Linked DNA regions of Mus musculus: regions 1, 2, 3, 5, 6 and 7 are each linked to region 4. A link is a contact called in public Hi-C, HiCAR-type, HiChIP or PLAC-seq and promoter capture Hi-C data. All regions are on one chromosome and are shown on one strand. Each heading gives the region's core, a stretch centred on a gene start, on an enhancer-like site or on the middle of the called end of the contact. The rest is flanking DNA. Distances are from core to core; before and after follow the strand shown.

Region 1 (3,105 bases), core at 186-2,685, 770 kb after region 4:
TGCTTTCTTGAGTCAGTTACTTGGTTTTCTGTGATTCAATTTTGCCTTCTAGAAAAAGGAATTTAAATATGGTGATACATGCATACGGTCCCAGAACCTGGGTGGTAGACCGCAGAGGGTCTGTTACACTGTGAGTTCTGGGCCAGAAGACTGTCTCAGAAAGCAAAACAAAATTAATCAAAATAAAACAAAACCAACAACAAAAAATTGTGCTAATCTCAGGGAGCTTTCAATTGATTAACTCTTGTGAAGTACCTGGTGCTGTCCCTGGTAGACAATAGGAGCTTAATAATGGCAAGATAAGTACCCAGCAGGACCTGTACAAATACTTAGGTTATTAGGCTGAGAATTGATATGATGTTTTCTTTAAAGGCATTGCCTGCTTTTTTCAAATCATTGATGCACTGTCTGTCTTAATGTTCTTTAGGTTATTGTTTAAAAAACAAACAAACAGTTTTCCTTTGGCTTACAGATGCTTTTGCATAGCAAGGACACGGAGCGCCCATTGTAATGGAGTTGGGCAATGAGTAAGTTTTGGGGCATGCCCCAGGAGGATATGTGCTACCTGGAAAAACACAGCATGAAAAGGGGAAGAGGAGATGGCGAATTAATATCGATATTTAACAGAGGGGGCTTGGGGGGAAGCTTTCCTGATTAGGGACAAGTTGAGAGACCTAACTAGGCAAAGACGTGAGGAACCGGGTAGCAAGCTAGTGAGAGTCTGATCCTGGGAGAAATTTTGAGGAATGCAGGTAGGTAGGTAAGTGCAAATGTCCTGAGTCCCGATCTTGTCCAATACGCAGGGACTTTCTACAAGGTCATGGCAGACGAAACAAAGTGAACAAGTGAGAGACAGGGCCCCAGTGGTGAGGGGTTAAGTTACCAGGCAATGATGTTGGGGGCCTTGAATAGATGAATATTTTATGCATTTCATAGGGAAATCAGGGTGTAGGAACTTAAACCTGGAGGCAGAGTTGCTTGTGATGGAAGGACAAGGGGAGAGTTGGTGACAGCCAAGGAAAGGGCAGAGGTGTGAGTGGTAGGGACATCTTAGGGACACTTATATTAGAGACAGTGTCTAGGAAATTCACTGAATAATTAGATGTTATAAGGTGGGAGACCAGATAAGAGGAAAGGCTCTAATGTTGTTGGGCTGAACAATTATAAAGTTGCTGTTTAACGGTTGGGGGAGGATTGATGTGGGAGTTAACCTAGGCACCTGGATTTGGATGCACGAAGTTCACTTTGCTCAACTGAAGTCAAGGCTCACAGGAACGAGGCAGGAGCAGCAGGCTGGCGTTCAGAGATTATAGCCATGTAGCTGGCTTGGCTCATTAGTTAATATGGGTAGGCAGAAAAAGGGCATTTGGAAGATGGGGTTGAGGAAGAGGAAGTAACCAAGGAGATGGGGGAAATCCTCTGTTAGGGTGGAGAAGAAATAGAGGTTCTGGAAGCCAAATGAAGGAAGTGCTTCAGTGCTTTCGGACTATTTGGACATGAAGTAATTGGAAACTGGCTTTTAGATTTCATCATAAAGAAACCTCTGGTGGATTTTATAAGAATTGTTAATGTGGAAGGGAGAGAAAAAAACCAGATCAGATTTGGGTCAAAAAAAAGAGTAGAAGAAGCACACACAATAAGAATAGATACAAATTTTGAAAGTCTTTTGAGAAATTTAGTCTCTAAAAGTTCAAAGTAAATTAAAAAGCAAAAAGCAAAGGAGGAAAGCCAAGGTGAGGGGCTGAGCAAATGGGGGACATTATAGGGCGCTCGTGTACAGTGGCAGAAATCAAACAGCAGGGCACAAGGACACTGCGAGTCACGAGAGAGGACTCAGTTCTGGTGAGGCGATGGGCCTACTGCCTGTATGCTATAGCTATGGGTTATTGTTGGGGGTAATATTAAAAAAGTCAACCCACCTTCTCTCCTGCCCCACCGTGTCCTGCTCTAGTACCAGTACTGGCCGGCCACAACACTCTCAACACAATGTGTTCTCACCATTGAGCTAATCTCATCCCAGCTATTGAGTTCATCTCGCTTCTACGCAACGCCCCACACACCCCATGATCAGCCATCTCAACACCTAGTTACCCAGTAGAAACACGACTCTTAAAGCTTAATAATCTAATCAGATTTATATAACAGTAAGTCATAATTTACATGATGACAATACAATAATTTCAGAGCCATTTGATAAAGATAAAACTTTAACCCAAATATTCTAACCTTGTGAAAATCTTAGCTACTTGTAGCTGTTTAAAACCACGGTTCGTCTGCCTCCATGTTGGCTTCTCTCCCTCCCCTCCTTCTCTCCCTGTCCCCCAAACTCCTAGCTCTGTCTCCCTTTTCCTGTCCAATCACAGGCCTGCCACTGCCCTAATGTGATTGGACAGAGAAAATCCTGCAACAGGTTATCAGTCAGCACCTACAGCCAAGGGAGAAGAGAGTAGATCCATTCACCTATGTACCAGTTAGTGGACTTCTGGTTACTATGCAAATGGTACTTTGTCCCTTAAATACTATGTAAACTATAAAGTAGGAAACGAGATACCATATTAAAAATGAATAAAGAGGGAAGGTTTAACGTTTAAGGAGACGAAGGTGAGAATGGACATCAAGGATGATGGACTCCGCAATGGTGCCTGACCCTTCAGAGTCCTCACTCTGCAAAGTCTATTTTAGGCGTACAGTCACGAGTTTAACATGGAACCAGGCAGCATTATTGCTATGGGATTTTTTTTCAATCTGTTTAGGGAATTCAGGCAGAGGTGACCCCTTTGTTACACCCCCCATCCCCCATCATTTGTGGGCCATGTAATTCTTTGCCTCTGTATAGATGAGGGAACGAGGATTTTCATGACTCCTAAAACACACTGGAGAGCTTTCCCATGAGAACACACAACACCCCCTCCCCCATTAGAATGCTATTTTTTTCTGAATGGCCATCGTGATGAGATCCCTCCCCCTCAGTAGTTACTGCAGCTATTTCTAGGACTTATGGCATATCCTCTGTGCCAGGATATAACTTATTTTATTATTAATAACCCAGACCTTTGTTTTCCTCACAAGACTCAGGAAGTCTCGAAAAGGTTTATGTGGGACAAA
Region 2 (3,027 bases), core at 23-2,522, 960 kb after region 4:
ATCATCTACCTGTGTCTCTTGAGAAAACACATTTTCAAATGTGTACTCTAGTCGCAGATAGCCAAGCATGATAGGCTCTTGCCCTAACTTCTTTACCAAACAGTGATGCTCGAACTAACTAGACACAGATCTCAACTGCTTCTCATTGTCCAATATTCCTATCAGGAGTCTGTAACGTACCATTGGCATCTAAGTCACCAGTGAAACAGGTAAGCAGAGAATATTGCCGGTTACTTTTCCTGCTGTGGTTGTAAAATACTCAAACAGAGCCAACTTAGTGGAGAAAGGGGTTGTCTGGGTTCATAGCCAGGGGGTATAGTCCATAGTGCTGGAGAAATCGCAGCATCAAAGGTGGAAGCAGCAGTCCACACAGCATCTACAATCATGGTGCAGAGACAGACCAAGACTGGTAATCAGCTTGCTTTGTCCTGTTTATTTAGCCCAGGACCACAATTCGTGCAACAGAAACACTCAGTTAAGGTGAGAGGACCACCTCAATTAACATAATCTAGATAACCCCTCACAGCTGCACCCCAAGGCTTCTCTCCTAGGTGACTCTACTTCTGTCAAGTCAACAATCACTACTCACCACCACAATGACTATGACCCTGAGAAAAATTCTGGGACTATATCTTTGTTTTGGTTGTGGTTTTGTCTCTGATTTTGTTTGTTTGCTTGTTTGTTTGTTTGTTTTATGGGAAGGAAAAAACAACACTTAAGTTATTTTAGGGGAAAAAAGCTGTGTAATAGATCTAGTCGTTCTTTTTCTCAACTATGTGGACAAAGCAACTTGAAGAAGAAAGGATTTGTCTGACTCACGGTTTGAGGACAGAGTTCCCCCATGGTGGGGGGAGTACAGCCTCAGGTATGGGGTGGCAGGTCACGGTGTCCCCGCAAGTAGGGACAGCGGAGCAGGTTCGCTTTTTTTTTTTATTACTGACTCTGGAACTCTGGTTCACAGGCTGTGATTCCCTTTCTTCTTTCCTCCTCAAACATCTCTTAAGAATATCCACCCCACCCCGCCCAGCCCAGCCAGAGGTTTACTTCCTAAGTGACTCTAAATCCCATCAAATTGACACTCAAGATTGATTACCAAAAAGATTTTTCAAAAATTGAAAAAAAAAAAGATGATTTAGGCAGCTTCTGTGGAAACCATGACTGTTTGTCCAGTATTTAGTCTTAAATTCCAGCCCCAGGCTATTGGCAGCTGACATGGGACAGGAGTTTTCTGAAGAACCTAAAGCAATCCCAAGGGACGTGGGTAGAAAAGGCTGTGAGTCAAGATGGGGTAAAAGTGTAACCACATGGTCACAGGATACATTGTTTCCGTGGGACTCTTCATTTCTGTGGGACTCTCTTTTTTTTTCTCCCTTGTCCAGTTTACAATGTGATCTCTGTTATGGAAGTGGCTGTATCCTGCTCACCTAGTTTCTCTACAGGAAGCTAGCAACCCTTAATTTGGAGCAGTAAAATGCCAGAAGTTGGGGTTCAAACTTTAGGCTGGAGATACCACTCAGTGGTTGAGTACTTCCCTGTCATATGTGCACGATGGGAATAATAATTATTAGAGATTTTCCCAAAGCATCAACCAATCATGGGCATCTAAGTGGAGTCCTCATCTAAGCTTGTCATCCCTCAGAGAGCTTAGTCTCCAACTAATCTCCTTTCAGAGACAAAACAAGCCTCCTAAAGAAGCTACCCCAAACATCTATATTGAGTTAGTAACTCAGACTAAAGGATGTACAGTGGTAAATTGATAATTTAAACATCATTTCTTTATTGAACTGGTTGCTATTCTACTAGGCCTAGTGAAGTTGTCAGAGTAAAAGCAATTTAAGCTATATCTGACCTGACAGAACTGACATCTAAAATAACTTTCTATGCCTTGCACACTCAAGGAGAAGTGGCTTCCACACACTGATAGCACAATTCATTTTGATCAAACTTGCAGATCTACTGCACTGAATCACAGGACAGAGGATTTTTTTTTTTTTTGACCTTTTGCCCTGTTCAGACAGACACCAAGATAAAAAAAAAAAAAAAAAAAAAAGCCCCTTTTTGATCTAACTTGAAAAAGCATTGTCAATGTCAAGAACACAGGGACTTCAGGTTGTTTATTATGCTAGAAGGAGTCCTCTGTGTTATATTGTTTATGTGGTATGAAGCGACATTGTATGCGTGTGGTCCCTTGGGGACCCTCATGAAAAGGAGATATGTTATCTCTCTGTCTATGCCCCCCCCAAATGATTAGTGCGAAGTAAATACAGCATATAAAGCCAAGCTTAGTCCCAAACCTGAGGTACATGCCCCTCCCTTCAGCTATGTTTGTCAGAAGGAGGACTACGGGATGCCACCACAACAGTGCAGGAAATATGGTAATGAGACACTAGCATTTACTGCTGGCCAGAAAGTGTGCCACCTCTTTGTCTCTTCTCAGTCTTGGTTAGAGCTTCATTTGAGTCAGGGAGGTGAGAAAGCTTCTAGAGAGGTCAGGAGAAAGCCAAGCTTTCTCTTTATGTAAAAAGAAAAGACATCATCCAATCCCTAGGCCATGTAAGGGAGATGGTTAAAAACATAGATTTAATAACCCCTTTTCTTCTCTGTTAACTGAAATGTGTAGAACTTCTGTTTTACTTTACTGTTCCAAATAGATTAGGGATTGTTTGACTCCCATAAAGAAACCAAATATTGCCAGACCTGGTGGCACACCTATAATCCTAGAGGTGGGAGACTGAGTTCAAGGCCAGCTTGTGCCACATAATGTAAGACAGTCTCAACACACACGTTAAAACACAGCTGTGGCCATATTACAAGTCAAGCAAGGAGCAAAGGCCTGGAGAAGGGAAGTCAAGTTGAAATGATGTAACATGTGACTTTAAGACATTCCTGCCATTTCTTTTCTACTCCCGACCCACCTTCTCTTTCACCCAGGAGTTCTGTATTTATCTAGTTCCTCCCAGTTCCTCTACATTCCCCAGAACCTTAATGCCTGACATCCCACATCCATACCATTGCATCCTTGACCCT
Region 3 (2,716 bases), core at 114-2,613, 650 kb after region 4:
CTGATTCTCACTTTTCTATCTCAGTGGGATAAATGGTTGTCTGCAGTTCGTCCTGTGCCTATGGTATTCTTGGTACCTTGATTCCTATGGTGTTGTATCACAAAGGTATCAACACTTTGATACCAAAGTTGCCAAGATATTGATACCAAAATCATAGGTATCAACATATTGATACCTATGGTGTTGTATCAGAAAGCCTGTATAAGTCCCGAGCTTCCTAAGAGCATTCATAGACAGACTTATGCCTAATGGAGACCAAAGAATATCACCCCCAAACTTGAACTTCTTATTAGATGTGTGAAGTTGTTGAAACTGTTTCTGTTTTCTTTTGTGTAACAGGGGTTGAATTGTTGTATACATTGAAATAAAGTACACACACACACACACACAGAGTAAAAGGACTGATACAATTACCCTTGGTCGTCTGTTTTTCTCTTTCTCTCTCTCTCTCTCTCTCTCTCTCTCTCTCTCTCTCTCTCTCTCTCTCTCTCTCTCTCTCTCAGTGGAAGAGGTGAGGATCCGGCAACACTGGTGGGTGCTGTTATTCATGGGAAATAATGGAACTTTATCTTGTTCTGTTAGAACAAAATCTGATGTCTGGAATGCAGATGTGATGGTTGGATGGGGTCCTGTTCTGTGCTGCAGATGCTGCAATATTGTGTAGAAAGCACTAGACACTCAGACTGTGATGGAGCCATGGAGCCACCCTGGAGCATTCTCATCTATGTGAGTAGTTGTGCAAACCAGTTCAAAGCTACTTTTATTCTGAATTTTCAATCATTAGTTGAGTCTACTCATAATCAGGAAGATATTTTCACTGTGGACAGTGCAGAATGCCCATTCCTAAGCCTTTAGGGATCATGGTGAGAGAGACACACTGTTAATAAAATTGGAAAATTGATTAAAGATATTTGTAAAGGCACAGCTGCATTTTCACTTGAAGCTCATCACTGCTCCACGATCAGTGGTGCTAAGGGACAATTGCTCATTTGCTACCTTCTAAGTGAAACCTCATTTAGAATTGGAACCAGTTTCTTCTTCTTCTTTGCATAGGAGACAGTTGCCTAAGTGACTCTTTTTTGAAGACTCCATCATGACTTCCACTCTCTCTTAAGTGCTCTCTCTAGCAAATTGCCCCAGCATACACAGCTAGTGCATATTAACTCAGTGTGCCAAAGAAAACAAAGTTGGAGTAGTGGAAATTTCTCCTGCAACAGCCATTCCACACTGTTCGAGGTGAACTGCACCTATCTTTACAGCTTTTCCATATAAGCCTTCCGAGAAGGAAGTTAAACCACAGCCCCATTAGGTAAATGACTGTGCACTAATGCAACTTATTTGGAATGAGGAAGAAAAGGGCACAGCGTTGAGAGGATTTCCTCAATAGCATATTTGTCTTTGTTGCAAAGCAACAAGTAGGACCCAGGCTATAGTCTGACCAGAGTTGGTCCACCTAGATACCAAAGGCTTTCACGGGGTGTGGGATAGCTCGAGCTGTTGAAGGGATTGTTCAAGAGAAGGTGCAATTCTATGACCAGGCTGACCTGGTGAATGGCTAACTCAGAGAAAGGGAATGGTCATTCACCAAAGCACAGGAAAATATGACTTAAACTGAGCCGTTGTGTGAGCTCAGAGTCTGCGGCTGTCTAATAGCCTGCAGTAGGAGGTGGTGTGGAAAATAAGGGAGACTGTGAGCTTTGGGGTCAAATTGCTTTGATTCCAACTCATCTTTCTGCACAGCATTAGGTAGGTGGTTTTATTCTTTGTGCCTCGGTCTTTAAATCTGTCAGATGGGGCTCTCTATGTTAACCCTTCAGACATTGTTGTCATGTGAGTTTTTGGTAAACATATGGTGTCTCATAGCGTACACAGCTTAGTTGTGGGTGTTAAACTATAAGTCATGCCTTTTAAATAATTCTATTTTTAATTTAAGTGTTATTGTGTATGCATGCGTGTGTGTGTGTGTGTGTGTGTGTGTGTGTGTGTGTGTGAGAGAGAGAGAGAGAGAGAGAGAGATGTGTGAATGAGCACAGGTATTCATGTGACAATCAGGGGACAACTTCCTGGAATTCATTCTCTTCTACCTTGGCGAGGGTTCCTGGAAGCAAACTCAGGACAGGGCTTTAGAAACAAGTACATTTACTCCATGAGCCCTAACTCACATCTTTAAAAAATATATATATATGTGTATATCTTTTGCTTTTTTTGAGGCAAGGTCTCACTATTTAGCCTTAGCTGGTCTGAAACTCTCAGTGTAGAGCAAACTGACCTTGAACTCAGAGAAATCTGCCTGCCCCTGTTTCATGGGTGCTGGCATTAAAGGTGTGTACCACCATGCCTATCTCTAATGTATCTTTTAAGGGCGTTAGGTAGGTGCTAATGAAATATTCTGAGATGAGGTTGGCCCCTGTTTGCATGCCTTGAATCTATGCTCACTTTGCCACTTGCCCTGGCTCTGTCTTTCCCTGTCCAAACATGCTTTGACTACTATGACCTTCTGCTTCCCCAGCCCTCCTTGTGACCTGCATATAATGTTTTCTCTCGATGACATTGCCCCACTTGCCCATTCTTTTCCAGTGAAGGATCTCTCCAGACCATTTTCTGGTACATTCTTGAGCACTCTACATACTTGCTTTATTAAGTATTTACAGTCATAGTGATTCATTCATTTATAAATATCCCTGCCTTTGTTGAAGGACTGCTTGTTAGTTTGAAT
Region 4 (3,119 bases), core at 15-2,514:
TGAATTTGATGTTAAACTCATTTATGTCTGATAGTCTATACTCCTGAATTGACATTTAATTCAGCCATTGAACCCTACACCATAGTAGGTTTTAGTACGGTTCCTCTTAATGACGCCCAAACTTTTTTCTATATTGTGGGAGCAAAACAAAAACATGCATAAATATAAACCTGCATATACATTATTGTCATTTTTAAGGTGCTCACCAAAAGCAACAATATTTAGGCAATTCGAATCTTCAGTTACTGGGCAAAAACACTTGATTGGCTTAGCTATTCTTTCTTCACTTCCTTCTGTAAACTTTAGCAGCAGAGTATTTGGAAAAAGATGGAATTGGGCGAGGGGGATGGGGTGAGGAGCACTAACGTTTTTTATGCAAACACGATTTTTTTTTTTTTAATTTCAAGTTAAAAGGTTTCAAACATCAAGGAAGACTGTAACTAGCATAACTGGAGTTAAGATGCTTCTGAGGCTGACCTTGGATTTGAAGGACAGGGAGACGAAGCTGAGTTAGTTTAAGTGCTGGGGAGATTCACAATTTTAGATGAAAAGAGTCCTATCTGGAAGAAGCGCTAGAGCCAGCCTTGGCCAGGAGGATTCATTCGGACACCTACGGGGCCCTGCGTCAATAAGTGGTTTCAGATCCTGCAGCTAAGGGGAGTTCGTATTTTACTGCTGGCCGGCCAGAAGACTGGCTGAAATGACAAAGAGGATCTATTTCTGTTTTAGTAGATTTAGCAAAGGGAGGGGCGTATCCAGGTCACTGGACGCACTCTCAGACAACCCTACAAATGAAATCTTGAGCATTTACACCTTTGCAAAAAGTTGCTCGCAGACGCCCTCACGGAGAGGGAAGGATCTGGAGCAGCGAAGCGCAGGCTCCAAAAATCCTGGCAGCTCCCGGGACCTATACACAGCTCTCTCATCCCCGCCCAGCTCACCGGTTTCAGGTTTCCGGGGGCGCGCAGTCAGGAGGGGGCGAGGGGCTTGGAGTCTGTTCCCTCGGAGCAGCCAATGAGCGGCGAGACCCAGCGGTGGCGCCAGTGACGTAGGTGGCGCTCCCTCCGCCCCACTGCGGGCGGACGCTGGGAGCCGACGACAGCCTGAGCTCCCGGGTGCCTAGGGCGGCGCGCGCGCGCGCGCGAGGAGCGGGGGGGAGGCAGTGCGCGTGCGCAGCCGCTCACCCCCGGGGAGGCGGGGCCGAGGAGCGGACACGCGCATGCGCGCGCCCCGGGGCGGTCGCGGGCGGAGGGGGCGGCTCCTCGAGTGTTGGCTACCCAAAGGCCGAGCGGCAGGCGGGCGGCAGGTGCCGCGGCCGGGCGCCGCTGCCTCGTCGCGCGTCCCCGCGATGAGCCTCGTCTCGCGGCCTGCCCCTGCCGGCTGCCGCTCCGCGCGGGCCTCACGGCGTGACCCGGGCCTCGTGGCGTGGCGGGCCCCCGCGGCGCGACGCGGGCCCTGAGCGGGAGCGGCGGTCCCTCCCGCGGCCCCAGGCCTCGCCCGCCAGCGCTCCTCGATGTCTCCCCGGCGGGGAGGACGCTGCCTGCGACACCCGCCGAGCGGCGCCCCCCGGAGCGCCCCGCTGCCGCCCCGCGGGGACGATGAGGGCGGAGGGCGCCGACCACTCGATGATCAACCTGTCGGTGCAGCAGGTCCTGAGCCTCTGGGCCCATGGCACGGTGCTGAGGAACCTCACGGGTAATGCGCCGGGCGGAGGGAGCGGTGGGGGACCCACTCCACGGGTGTTCGGGGCGTCCGCAAACCCGGCCCGGTGCGGGCCGCTGGAGCACGCGCGAGTCGCGCCAGTGCCCCGACTGGATCACAGTTCATGTTTCTGTCATTAACCCCCCCCCCCCCCCCCGCCTTTCCCCGTGCGCGCGCGCACGCACATACACCGCTTCTTGCAGTTTCGATCTTTTTTAGTCTTTCTTTCCTGGTTTAGCCCTTTTTCTTGCTGACAGATGTCAAACCAATTGCAGTACTCCTATTGCCTGCTCACCGTGATCACGGTGGACCGACCGTTCGTTCCTTTATTTGTTGAGAGAGAGAGAGAGATATGACTAAGTAGATAATAGCGGGGTCAGGGGCTGGACCAAGGTCTAGAGCAGTCGAAACAGTTGTCTTCTCTGCTATTTCCTTTTGTCTGGCTGTCTCCTGGCTTCAAGTTGCTGTATTTGTGAAATTGGAGAATTCTGTGTATTTCCCTTCATTAATCAATGTGATTGGGAATGGGGTTTAGCTACGTTATAGCATCAGGTTGTCAGAGTAAGCATTAGTACACATAATATGATTTCATATGCAGGTTTGCTTGTGAAGAAACTTCTGGTTTTCTCAGTGTGGAAGTGCTTAAACTCTTTTGAGTTCCGAGTTTTAAAAATAGCGTCTAAAGAGTAATATTGACTGGAAAGCAGTAGGGTCAACAGTTTGACTCCGGAGTAGCTGCTTTTGTGAAACCACAACCAAAACCCCAAACAAAAACTCAGTTCTTTAAAATGTCTTAACTCCAATTGAACGTTACTATTTCAAAATCTGTGTGATAGCAAATTAATAGTATGTAGTATACTTATAGGCAAAATCTGGCATGATACAGGGTTCATATGTTCAAGGAGAAAAATATAACGGCATTGCGTACCACCCAGATAAATTTTCAGGTTGCTTAATTCCTTACTTATGAAAACCACACCAGTAAAGGAGACCCTGGAGCCAGCAGAGGCGTCTTCTTAGTTGCATTTTTATAGTTCTGAAAAGTTAAATTTACATAAAGATCATCTCAAGATAGATCCCTTTATTTTACTTATGACCTTGTTCGTATTTGCCCACAGATTCACATTTATAAAGCATGAATTGTTTATTAAAGTACAATGATTAAAAACTTAGTGATATATATTGCCTGTATTAATGACCAGCTTGGCTCACTGAAGCTGTTTCGTATGTAGCTTGATAGTCAAGAGATGCTGTCTGCTGTGCCATGTACTGCTTAGCCTGTACTGCTTAGCCTGTCCAAAATAAGCAAGCAAATTCAGCTCCTAAGAGGAGACAATAAGCTCACCATTTACTGAGTATTACTCCAACTCTGCAAAGCATATACACAAAGCAATTCAGGCAAATTAAACTGCCCTAAG
Region 5 (2,748 bases), core at 18-2,517, 540 kb after region 4:
GTCCAGCTAACTCTCCAAAGTTCCACCTCTGAGCACAATTGCCTTGGGGTCAGGACTCTGGGCCCCTGAGTCTGAGGACACTCTGCATCTACAGTCTACCCTGGGCTCTCGCTCTCCGGCACACCCTGGCTTCTCTGTAGCTTTGTAGCCAGTAGGGGCAGGTCGAATCTTCTAGCCCAGTCTCTTACCTGACTGCTGGTTAGCCAGAGACTCTGCTGTGAAGTTTGAAAGGATCTCACTGTAATTCAGGGTAATTTCTTCATTCCAAAGTCCATGACCTCATCAGGCCAGCACAGCCTCTTTAGCACTTAAAGAAACCTGCACACTTGTTCCAGGTATCAGGGAGGTCACATTTTGCTGGCCATTGTTTTGCTTCCCACATGGCTATGCTCATGAGAGCATCTTTAAGGTGGTGGACTTCAAAGCAGAGCAGTAATGCCAGCCATCTTAGGATTCCTTTCCCGTTACACTTCCAGATCTTATATATAAGCTTAGATTCAGGTTAACGGGCTCAGCGTTTCAGTACAGGTCTCCTGACAGGGAAGTTTCGGATTAAGTCTTTGTTTTGCCTTCGTATGTATGGGAGTGCTGTAGATGCACGTATATATTCATGTGTGTGCATTGCGTGTATGTACTGGGGGCAGGCACTGACACTGGTTTCTTCCTGAGTTATTCTTGTTTTCTGAGACAGTTTTTTTTTTTTTTTTTTTTTTTCACACACCAAGCATGGAGCTCAGGATTCTGCAAGGCTAGCCAACTAGCCCAGGAGTCCTCCTGTCTCCACTTTGCCTGGTGCTAAGATCACAGACATGCACTGTCACACTGTCCCCTCCCCTCCCCTCCCCTGTGTTCCTCTTGCCTCCTCTCCTCCTCTCTTCTTTTTTCTTGAGTGTGGCTTCGGGGGATCCAGGCTGCATGTGTGCGTGCTCCGCCCCTTCCTAACAGGGCCGCATCTCTGTCCTCTGCTGTAGCTTTGTTGGTGAGCGCTGAATTGCTTCTCAATACAGCATTTTAGGCTGGCAGTTTAGTCTTCTTTAAGTGGTGTAAGAGTGAAGTAGATAAGAGGTTGGAAAGATAGGTGAGATTTAAGCAGCCGCCACCACATTACCATTACTTGATCATATATTCCTGGTTAATATTTCTTGATCATCTTCCTGGAGGGAAGGAAGAGCTTGGCAGTGAAGTGTTGTGGCTTCCTGTGCCTACTGTGTAAATCCCCACCTCTCCTGCTTTGTATTCAGGGCTGAGGATCAGCTGCTGGCAGAATACCTTTCCCACTGTGCCTTCCTCTCACTCTGCTGGTCTGTGTGCAGCCTGGTTTGCATGCTGTTCCCCATGTGTGTTTTAAACGCGTTTTTTGCACACCACGTTCATGAAACCTCCTTGACTTGAAAGTGCTTCCTTCTGCTCCCTGCCCAGGACTGAGTCAGAGATGTGCCACCTACGTGAACGTGTCTTCATTCCCGATAGTCAGTTGTCTTTGTCCTCCCTAGCTTCCTGATTATACATCCTCTTTGTTATGCATTTGATTGCCTAGTTCTCTGTCTTGTGGCTTCAGTCTCCTCCTCTGTCCTGAGGAGAGCTTCCTGTCTGCACACACACTCAGCCTCTCACCCTGAGAAATCGCCCTTCTCCCCTGTTAGTAATATCTGGGCTTTGCCCTTCCTGTCCAGCTTCCCAGGGAGAGATCCAGCTTAGCTGGGCCCTGAGCTCAGCCCCCCTCCCCACACTAGCCCCGTGGCTGAGGTGGATTTGGCCCCTGGGTCCCACTGACCATGCTTTCAGACCTGAGCCCATCCTCCCCATTCCTATGCCACAAGCCTGGTCGCTCTCCTTAATGCCATCGTGTGTGTTTAACACCCTGGGCCACAGGAGTGCCCAGGTTCTTCACTGTCATGGGTGTCGTTGCATCTTTCCAGGTCCTACCTTGTTGATTCCCACTCCTAGCTTAGCCTTAAGTCTAGCAATTACCCAGGCCTCTAATATCAGGCCTCTTTTCCTCTCCACAGCATGTTTTCTTTGGCTGGTCACTTGTTTACCTTTACAAAAAACAGCCCTCACTGTGCATTCCCAGATATCTGCCTCTTAGCCTAGACCTCTCTCTAGGGACAGAAAAGAATGTGCCTGTATACTTCATGTATCACAATTTTCAGCTTGCCGTGCCATCGTAGTAATTATTTTAAACGGTTCTGTAGTGTTACGTTAACTGCACTGCCATCATTAGCCTGGCCATCTTCCTGCTGACAATGACTGGTCCTCACTGTCCACCTGTGGTCCACAGTCCCACACACGCATGGGGAAGTGAGCGTCTGTGGTTGCCAAGTAAAGGGCCCCCCTCCCCTCTCAAACCAGCTCAGTGCTCCCATATAAAGCCAGGAAACCTTTGTAGAACTTCTGGAAAACTATTCTTAAGCCTTGTGCTTTGCCTCTGTTAAGAGTACTACCATCACTACTAGAACTGCTGACAGCTTTTCAGTCTGACACAGCCCTGGAAGAAGCTCGGAGTCCCCCTCTGCACAGCACCATCACCTGATCCCCTCCCGAGCACCTCTCATAGAGATCCAGCAGAATCAAGAAGGAATGGGTGGTGCAACTTCAAAAAGGCCTGGCGTGTGTCCTTGAGTGACTGGACTGCCCTTCCATATTCTCAGCCAGAGAAAGACAGGGAGAACATGAAAGATAGGAATCAATATGGCAGAAACTGAGTGTGACCATGAACACCAAAGTTAATGACGTCATAAATATTAT
Region 6 (2,740 bases), core at 168-2,667, 700 kb after region 4:
CTAGGCCTAAGCATGTCTCTGTCCACAGCGTGGGTATTGCTATCAAGTCTGCCTTTTGATTGTAGAGGTGAAGAAATAAATGGTTGCATGGACTGGATTGAGTCTATTTTGGCCTCTACTCCCAGGGAAAACTGAAGTCAAACAAGACGGGATGAAGAAGGGACCTTTGTGGTAGCATCCTAGGGAAACCACTCTGCGTGGATCCTGTGTGTTGTTTCCAGCTTATGGGCATTCCGGGAGCTTGTTGAAAAAAGCCAACGTGTTTTCTGTGTGTTTTGCTTTATTCATGAAGACATGTTGTCACTTGTGCCTTAATAACCCATGGACACCTGGGGGAGGGAGTCTTTCATGGTAAAATAGACAGGAAACTGTTTGGAAAATGTAAACACGTTATTAAAGGGTGAGGTATGATCTGATGCACATATTCAGCATCGGCAGTCCTTCCCTCCCCACACCCCCCTTGTAGCTTTCTAATCAAGCACAGACCGCAGGTTTGCCCGAGTAAAGAAGCAAAGTGATGTGGAGGAGACTCTGGAAAGTCGGGGAAGGGAATAATGGAATGCCCTGAAGCCACCTCTCTTTAGTATGTGAGGCGCCCCTTCTCTGCCTGGCCACAGCTTGTTACTAATCATTTAGAAGCCGAGGCTTTAGTTGTTTTATCTTATTAAAGCATAAGCCCCTGCAGCTCTCCATCTCCCCCTGGCGGTCGTCTCTGCCATTTCTCAAGATCCTTCGCGATAGCAGCAATTCCCAGGGAGAGGCTGGGCACAAGAAATATTGGAGGGCGAGTGTGTGTGTGTGTGTGTGTGTGTGTGTGTGTGTGTGTGTGTGTACGTGTACTTCTGATCGGCGATACTAGGGAGATAAGGATGTACCTGACAAAACCACATTGTTGTTGTTATCATTATTATTTAGTTTTCCTTCCTTGCTAACTCCTGACGGAATCTTTCTCACCTCAAATGCGAAGTACTTTAGTTTAGAAAAGACTTGGTGGAAGGGGTGGTGGTGGAAAAGTAGGGTGATCTTCCAAACTAATCTGGTTCCCCGCCCGCCCCAGTAGCTGGGATTCAAGAGCGAAGAGTGGGGATCGTCCCCTTGTTTGATCAGAAAGACATAAAAGGAAAATCAAGTGAACAATGATCAGCCCCACCTCCACCCCACCCCCCTGCGCGCGCACAATACAATCTATTTAATTGTACTTCATACTTTTCATTCCAATGGGGTGACTTTGCTTCTGGAGAAACTCTTGATTCTTGAACTCTGGGGCTGGCAGCTAGCAAAAGGGGAAGCGGGCTGCTGCTCTCTGCAGGTTCTGCAGCGGTCTCTGTCTAGTGGGTGTTTTCTTTTTCTTAGCCCTGCCCCTGGATTGTCAGACGGCGGGCGTCTGCCTCTGAAGTTAGCCGTGATTTCCTCTAGAGCCGGGTCTTATCTCTGGCTGCACGTTGCCTGTGGGTGACTAATCACACAATAACATTGTTTAGGGCTGGAATAAAGTCAGAGCTGTTTACCCCCACTCTATAGGGGTTCAATATAAAAAGGCGGCGGAGAACTGTCCGAGTCAGAAGCGTTCCTGCACCGGCGCTGAGAGCCTGACCCGGTCTGCTCCGCTGTCCTTGCGCGCTGCCTCCCGGCTGCCCGCGACGCTTTCGCCCCAGTGGAAGGGCCACTTGCTGAGGACCGCGCTGAGATCTAAAAAAAAAACAAAAAACAAAAAACAAAAAAACCCAGAGGCGATCAGAGCGACCAGACACCGTCCTCTTCGTTTTGCATTGAGTTCCATTTGCAACCGAGTTTTCTTTTTTTCCTTTTTCCCCACTCTTCTGACCCCTTTGCAGAATGGATTATTTTCCCGTGATCTTCTCTCTGCTGTTCGTGACTTTCCAAGGAGCTCCAGAAACAGGTAGGCGCCACTTGCGAATCTTTCTACTTCAGCGCAGCGCAGTTATCGCTTCTGTTTTCCACTTTTCTTTCTTTCTTTTCTTTCATTCTTTCCTTTTTATTTATTTTTTTAATTACTGAAGCTCCAGCAGCAAGTGCCTTACAATTAATTAACTTCTGTGTGAAGCGAAAGAAATAAAACCCCTGTTTGAATACAACTGACTACAACCGAGTATCGCATAGCTTCAAAATAACGTTGTAGCAGTACAGCTGAAGCAAAAATCTATTTTGAAATAAGTGTGTTTAGGGTTGCACGGTTCATTTAGGGGCTTATTCAAACGTTGTCTTGATAGTGCGCTAATGTGTAAAATATTGAAACACTCCAACTTAAAGCCAAGGAATTTTATTCGGGTCATGCAGGCACACCGTGAGCAGGGAAATCACCTGCCGATCAACCATGCGCTGAATAACCCCGCAGGCGGTTTCAGGGCGAAGCACATGCTTTCTTTAAAATTTGTCACTATTGACTTAAGGTTTCATTTGGCAGGTTTTTGGCATCTTCAAACACTGTGAGCTCTATTGCAGTTGTATTCACCTGTCCTGGGAGGGGAGCCGGGATCATTCCTGCCTGATTAAGGAATTAGACAGTACGGGCCACAGCTGGTTCTTTTCTCCTCCCATCCTGTTTTTTGAGGGTCAGTGCCCTCTTTTTGTCTTTTCATGACCCTAAGCAAAGAGAAAGGATGTCAAAAGGGTGAAAGCCCTGGAATGTGTCTGATCGTTTGGAATGAACAAAATCGAGCAGATAAACTGCGCGGCGATGCTGTGTTGGGCCAGAGGGAGGTGTCAAGTCCCACAGCAA
Region 7 (3,061 bases), core at 291-2,790, 700 kb before region 4:
ATCAATTACTAGCCATTTAATAATCAGTAATGACTCTCACTCTGGGAGCGGATGAGGGCAGTGGTACCCAGAGTGACTAGTTCTTCCCGGTTTGCCTAGGATTTGCGAGGCTTAGCACTGAACACCTCATGTTCTGGGAACTCCCTCAGTCAAGGACAAAGGCAAACAGCGATACCTGGTTACCCTGAGTCTCTTTGACCCATTTCCACTCACCCATCTCTTTCCAAGGCATGTCGAAATCAAGAATTAGAATGAAAATGTAGTTCGGTTGCTAGGAGATGCACAACTCCCTGGGTTTGATCTCTAGTACTGTATATACTGGTACATGCAATCCAAGCTCTCAGCAGGTAGAGAGCGCAGGAGTTCAAGGTCATCCTTAGCTACATAGTTTCAGGCCAGACTCAGCACCTTAGATATCTCTGTTTTCTTCAGCGATGCCTTCTGTGATAACTGCTCTGTGCCTCACTGGCTGGTCAGAAAGGTTTTCTCCTGTAGCTCAGCAACTCCTGTCAGTACAGATAGGCCAGCTTCCAGACACTCGAACAAATTCTGATGGAATACGCAAATGGTGCTGCAGGCACAGTTTCACTGTCTTAGGCAAAATAAGATTTCTGGCTAGTTACGTTCATTTTAAACATTAGTGACTTCAAGTATAGCAACTTTGAAACTGAGTAAATGCTCATATTTACAAAAAAAAAAAAAACAGTGAAAGAAAAGAAAAAGAGAAGAGAGAAAGGAAAAAGGAGAGAAAAGGAAAAAATACATTATGACAATAATTTTTAAATAATCTCTGTTCCCTGGACCAGCACTTTGAAAGGAAAGCCGGTTCGATCAGCGGGGAATCAAATACTATGCTTGTACAGGAAGGACGTATCTTGCAGGCAAGTTTGTGTCAGCTATAATTTTCCCAGGGAGCAAAAGAAATGTCCGAATTTGGTGATTTGCCCAAGAACTCTGTCCTAATAAACTGTCTCAAATGACTTTTTCTGTTGTGGATTGGGTAAACTAAAAACCACTTCAGAAATTTCATAGGGTTATTAAAGTTAGAAGTTGAGCAAAAGCAACCAGCTGTCTTGTTGTGTTTCCATTTATTTGGAGATGTGCAGACAATGGGACCCTGGAGATACAGGCTTCTGGCAGCAGCTATGTTGTAAAATGTCTCGTCTCCCAGTCCGGTTGGAGCTTGGTGGAGACTTCATGCTTAGCTTGTGGGAGACAGAGATTCGGTTCCCAGTAGCAGTACTGTAAAACAAACAAACAAACCAACCCAATTAACCGGACCTTCCGTCTGTGGGTCTGGGAACCAGTTGGAAGTAGCTGATGTGAGAAGAGACCCAAAGAGCACTCAGATTTAGACCTAGATAGAGCTGGGGAGACCTGTCTCATGGATTTGCAACTTTTGGTTGTTGTTTTCTCCCAAGGAGCTGGCAGAGATCAGATAAAGGTTGTTTCAAAAGACAAAAAGTTACTTATGCTGTTCTTTGACATGGAACTAAATAGACACTTATAAAACATAGGGTTGAGGTTTCCTGTTCTCTGCTGGGTTTGTTTTTGGCTTAGGTAGAGTTACAGCTGGCAAAAGGAGCAATCGCAGCTACCCAGCAGGGCTGCCTAAGGAAGCAGAAAAGTGCTTCAGAAAGAGCAAGTTAGGCAGGCGGGATTATAGAGGGAGAAGACCCAGGTGGCTTTTCACACAGATGCCATCATTGTTCTAGACCCTTTGCCTTTGAAATTGGAAGCCTTAGCTGAGCCATGCAGGCACACAGCTCTTGTAATTGGTGGGAGGAGGGGCCAATCAAGAGAATCACGAGTTCAGGGCCAGCCTCTACAACATAGTAAAGTCCAAGTCCAGACTAGGCCAAAAGAGATCCTGTCTCAAAAAAATATACGCCCCGCAGCCCAATTAAATTTAATAATGGAGAAACTAAGGCACATTGAGGGCAGCGAATGTTCTCAGGATATCAGGATACACAATTGTGTCACTGTACCGTGCTAGCCTATTTCAATCATGTAAGAGGCCTATAAGACTAATCGTATTATGAAAGTTGCATATGTATGTGTGTTTTGCTTGCATAGGTGCTTCTGTACCTCATACATGGTACCAGAAGAGGCCGTTAACCCCTTGGTTCTGGAGTTACAAGTAGTTGTGGGTTGCCATATGGGCACTGGGAATAGAACCTGGGTCCCTTGGAAAAGCAGTGAGTGCTCTCAACCACTACTGAGCCATCTCTCCAAGCCCATCCAAATGTTGTTTTTTTGTTTTGTTTTGGTTTTTTGTTTTTTGGGTTTTTGTGTGTGTGTGTGTGTGTGTGTGTGTGTTTTGTGGTGTTTTTGTTTTTGTTTTTGTTTTTCCAGACAGGGTTTCTCTGTGTAGCCCTGGCTGTCCTGGAACACATTTTGTAGGCCAGGCTGGCCTCAAACTCAGAAATCTGCCTGCCTTTGACTCCTGAGTGCTGGGATTAAAGGCGCCACTATGCTTGGCTCCCAACTATGTTTTTAATATTTCCATCTTTAGAAGAACTAAAAAGGAAACCAAGGCAGACACAGACATCAAGCATAATGGTAGCATTGGACTCTGCCCTGATACGTCCAGGGCTAGCCAAACAAACATGTCCACTCTTGAGTCTTTCGGTCACCCCCTTAGAAACCAGGGAGTGCATATGCAAGTGCTTTTGTGCACACGGGCCAATTTAATCCCCACCATGCACATGGCGGCCTCTGCTATCTGCATCCTACAGAGGAGGAACTTGAGGTTAAAAGCGTCAGTTACTTGTCAAAACTGTTCATCCACCCAGCACTGTACGCTGTCAAATGAGCTTCCCTCTGGTTATGTAAGGATGATCAAGGTTTCCAGCACCTTGTGCCTTCATGCGGGGGGGGGGGGGGGGGGATGTAGATGCTAACAGTGGATGTCAGGGGCATTCAAATGGCAGTATGCAGCCTACGAGAGTAAAATAAAAAAACAGAGAGCAGGAATCAGCCTGAGATAGCCTGTGGCCTTCCTCTGACTTGGGTCACTATTGTTTACTGTTTCTTTTTCTCTTTCTCTCTCTTTCTTCCT

Evidence for each region. Promoter capture Hi-C pulls out the DNA fragments that hold promoters and counts their contacts. A called contact is a pair of places that touch in the nucleus more often than the background predicts. HiCAR-type assays count read pairs that join an accessible place to other places. HiChIP or PLAC-seq counts read pairs in DNA pulled down with a chosen protein or histone mark.
Region 1: a contact with region 4 is called in an H3K4me3 HiChIP or PLAC-seq map of bone marrow-derived macrophages, with 6 times the contacts expected there. The contact joins the enhancer-like site here to the promoter of Tmem170b in region 4. A contact is called at or near these places in 1 of 39 promoter capture datasets (the 3T3-L1 cell line), 2 of 115 datasets of contacts at active chromatin or transcription factors (bone marrow-derived macrophages and microglia) and 1 of 9 other capture datasets (macrophages).
Region 2: a contact with region 4 is called in a promoter capture Hi-C map of liver, with 2.8 times the contacts expected there. The contact joins the enhancer-like site here to the promoter of Tmem170b in region 4. A contact is called at or near these places in 8 of 39 promoter capture datasets (the 3T3-L1 cell line, 3T3-L1-derived adipocytes, embryonic stem cells and 4 more).
Region 3: an H3K4me3 HiChIP or PLAC-seq map of bone marrow-derived macrophages shows a contact between it and region 4, with 5 times the contacts expected there. The contact joins the enhancer-like site here to the promoter of Tmem170b in region 4. A contact is called at or near these places in 4 of 39 promoter capture datasets (the 3T3-L1 cell line, hematopoietic stem and progenitor cells and liver) and 5 of 115 datasets of contacts at active chromatin or transcription factors (bone marrow-derived macrophages, embryonic forebrain, forebrain and 1 more).
Region 5: a HiCAR-type map of astrocytes shows a contact between it and region 4, with 2.1 times the contacts expected there. The contact joins the enhancer-like site here to the promoter of Tmem170b in region 4. A contact is called at or near these places in 5 of 115 datasets of contacts at active chromatin or transcription factors (astrocytes, bone marrow-derived macrophages, microglia and 1 more) and 1 of 9 other capture datasets (adipose tissue).
Region 6: a promoter capture Hi-C map of embryonic stem cells shows a contact between it and region 4, with 4 times the contacts expected there. The contact joins the promoter of Edn1 here to the promoter of Tmem170b in region 4. A contact is called at or near these places in 11 of 39 promoter capture datasets (the 3T3-L1 cell line, cranial neural crest, embryonic stem cells and 6 more), 1 of 484 Hi-C or Micro-C datasets (forebrain) and 8 of 115 datasets of contacts at active chromatin or transcription factors (acute myeloid leukemia, astrocytes, bone marrow-derived macrophages and 4 more).
Region 7: a Hi-C map of embryonic stem cells shows a contact between it and region 4, with 5 times the contacts expected there. The contact joins the enhancer-like site here to the promoter of Tmem170b in region 4. A contact is called at or near these places in 1 of 39 promoter capture datasets (3T3-L1-derived adipocytes), 1 of 484 Hi-C or Micro-C datasets (embryonic stem cells), 1 of 115 datasets of contacts at active chromatin or transcription factors (pancreatic cancer cells) and 1 of 9 other capture datasets (adipose tissue).

What each region holds. Positions count from the first base shown.
Region 1 is chr13:42,370,971-42,374,075 of GRCm38.p6, forward strand. No RefSeq gene overlaps it. Among named protein-coding and RNA genes, the nearest start is that of Gm32833, 31 kb to the right of the region's middle. Within about 2 kb of position 1,436, at least 4 of the 459 cell types and tissues checked have an H3K27ac peak or open chromatin away from gene starts, as enhancers often do. A contact at or near this core is called in bone marrow-derived macrophages, where this site is marked.
Region 2 is chr13:42,560,384-42,563,410 of GRCm38.p6, forward strand. No RefSeq gene overlaps it. Among named protein-coding and RNA genes, the nearest start is that of Phactr1, 120 kb to the right of the region's middle. Within about 2 kb of position 1,273, at least 7 of the 459 cell types and tissues checked have an H3K27ac peak or open chromatin away from gene starts, as enhancers often do.
Region 3 is chr13:42,252,703-42,255,418 of GRCm38.p6, forward strand. No RefSeq gene overlaps it. Among named protein-coding and RNA genes, the nearest start is that of Edn1, 47 kb to the right of the region's middle. Within about 2 kb of position 1,364, at least 19 of the 459 cell types and tissues checked have an H3K27ac peak or open chromatin away from gene starts, as enhancers often do. A contact at or near this core is called in bone marrow-derived macrophages, where this site is marked.
Region 4 is chr13:41,604,618-41,607,736 of GRCm38.p6, forward strand. Tmem170b (transmembrane protein 170B) reads left to right here and starts at 1,265. Exons shown (of 3, transcript NM_001163572.2): 1 at 1,265-1,695. The coding sequence starts at 1,599. It overlaps Gm32184 (a long non-coding RNA gene), which reads right to left and starts at 1,459. Exons shown (of 3, transcript XR_382252.4): 1 at 942-1,459.
Region 5 is chr13:42,148,639-42,151,386 of GRCm38.p6, forward strand. All of the region lies in intron 3 of Hivep1 (human immunodeficiency virus type I enhancer binding protein 1), which reads left to right. Among named protein-coding and RNA genes, the nearest start is that of Gm32778, 37 kb to the right of the region's middle. Within about 2 kb of position 1,268, at least 82 of the 459 cell types and tissues checked have an H3K27ac peak or open chromatin away from gene starts, as enhancers often do. A contact at or near this core is called in astrocytes and bone marrow-derived macrophages, where this site is marked.
Region 6 is chr13:42,300,059-42,302,798 of GRCm38.p6, forward strand. Edn1 (endothelin 1) reads left to right here and starts at 1,418. Exons shown (of 5, transcript NM_010104.4): 1 at 1,418-1,900. The coding sequence starts at 1,837.
Region 7 is chr13:40,906,496-40,909,556 of GRCm38.p6, forward strand. The region is part of intron 1 of Gcnt2 (glucosaminyl (N-acetyl) transferase 2, I-branching enzyme); the gene reads left to right. Gm31683 (a long non-coding RNA gene) reads right to left here. Exons shown (of 3, transcript XR_382246.4): 2 at 214-1,242. Among named protein-coding and RNA genes, the nearest start is that of Gm31683, 9.7 kb to the right of the region's middle. Within about 2 kb of position 1,541, at least 63 of the 459 cell types and tissues checked have an H3K27ac peak or open chromatin away from gene starts, as enhancers often do. A contact at or near this core is called in adipose tissue and embryonic stem cells, where this site is marked.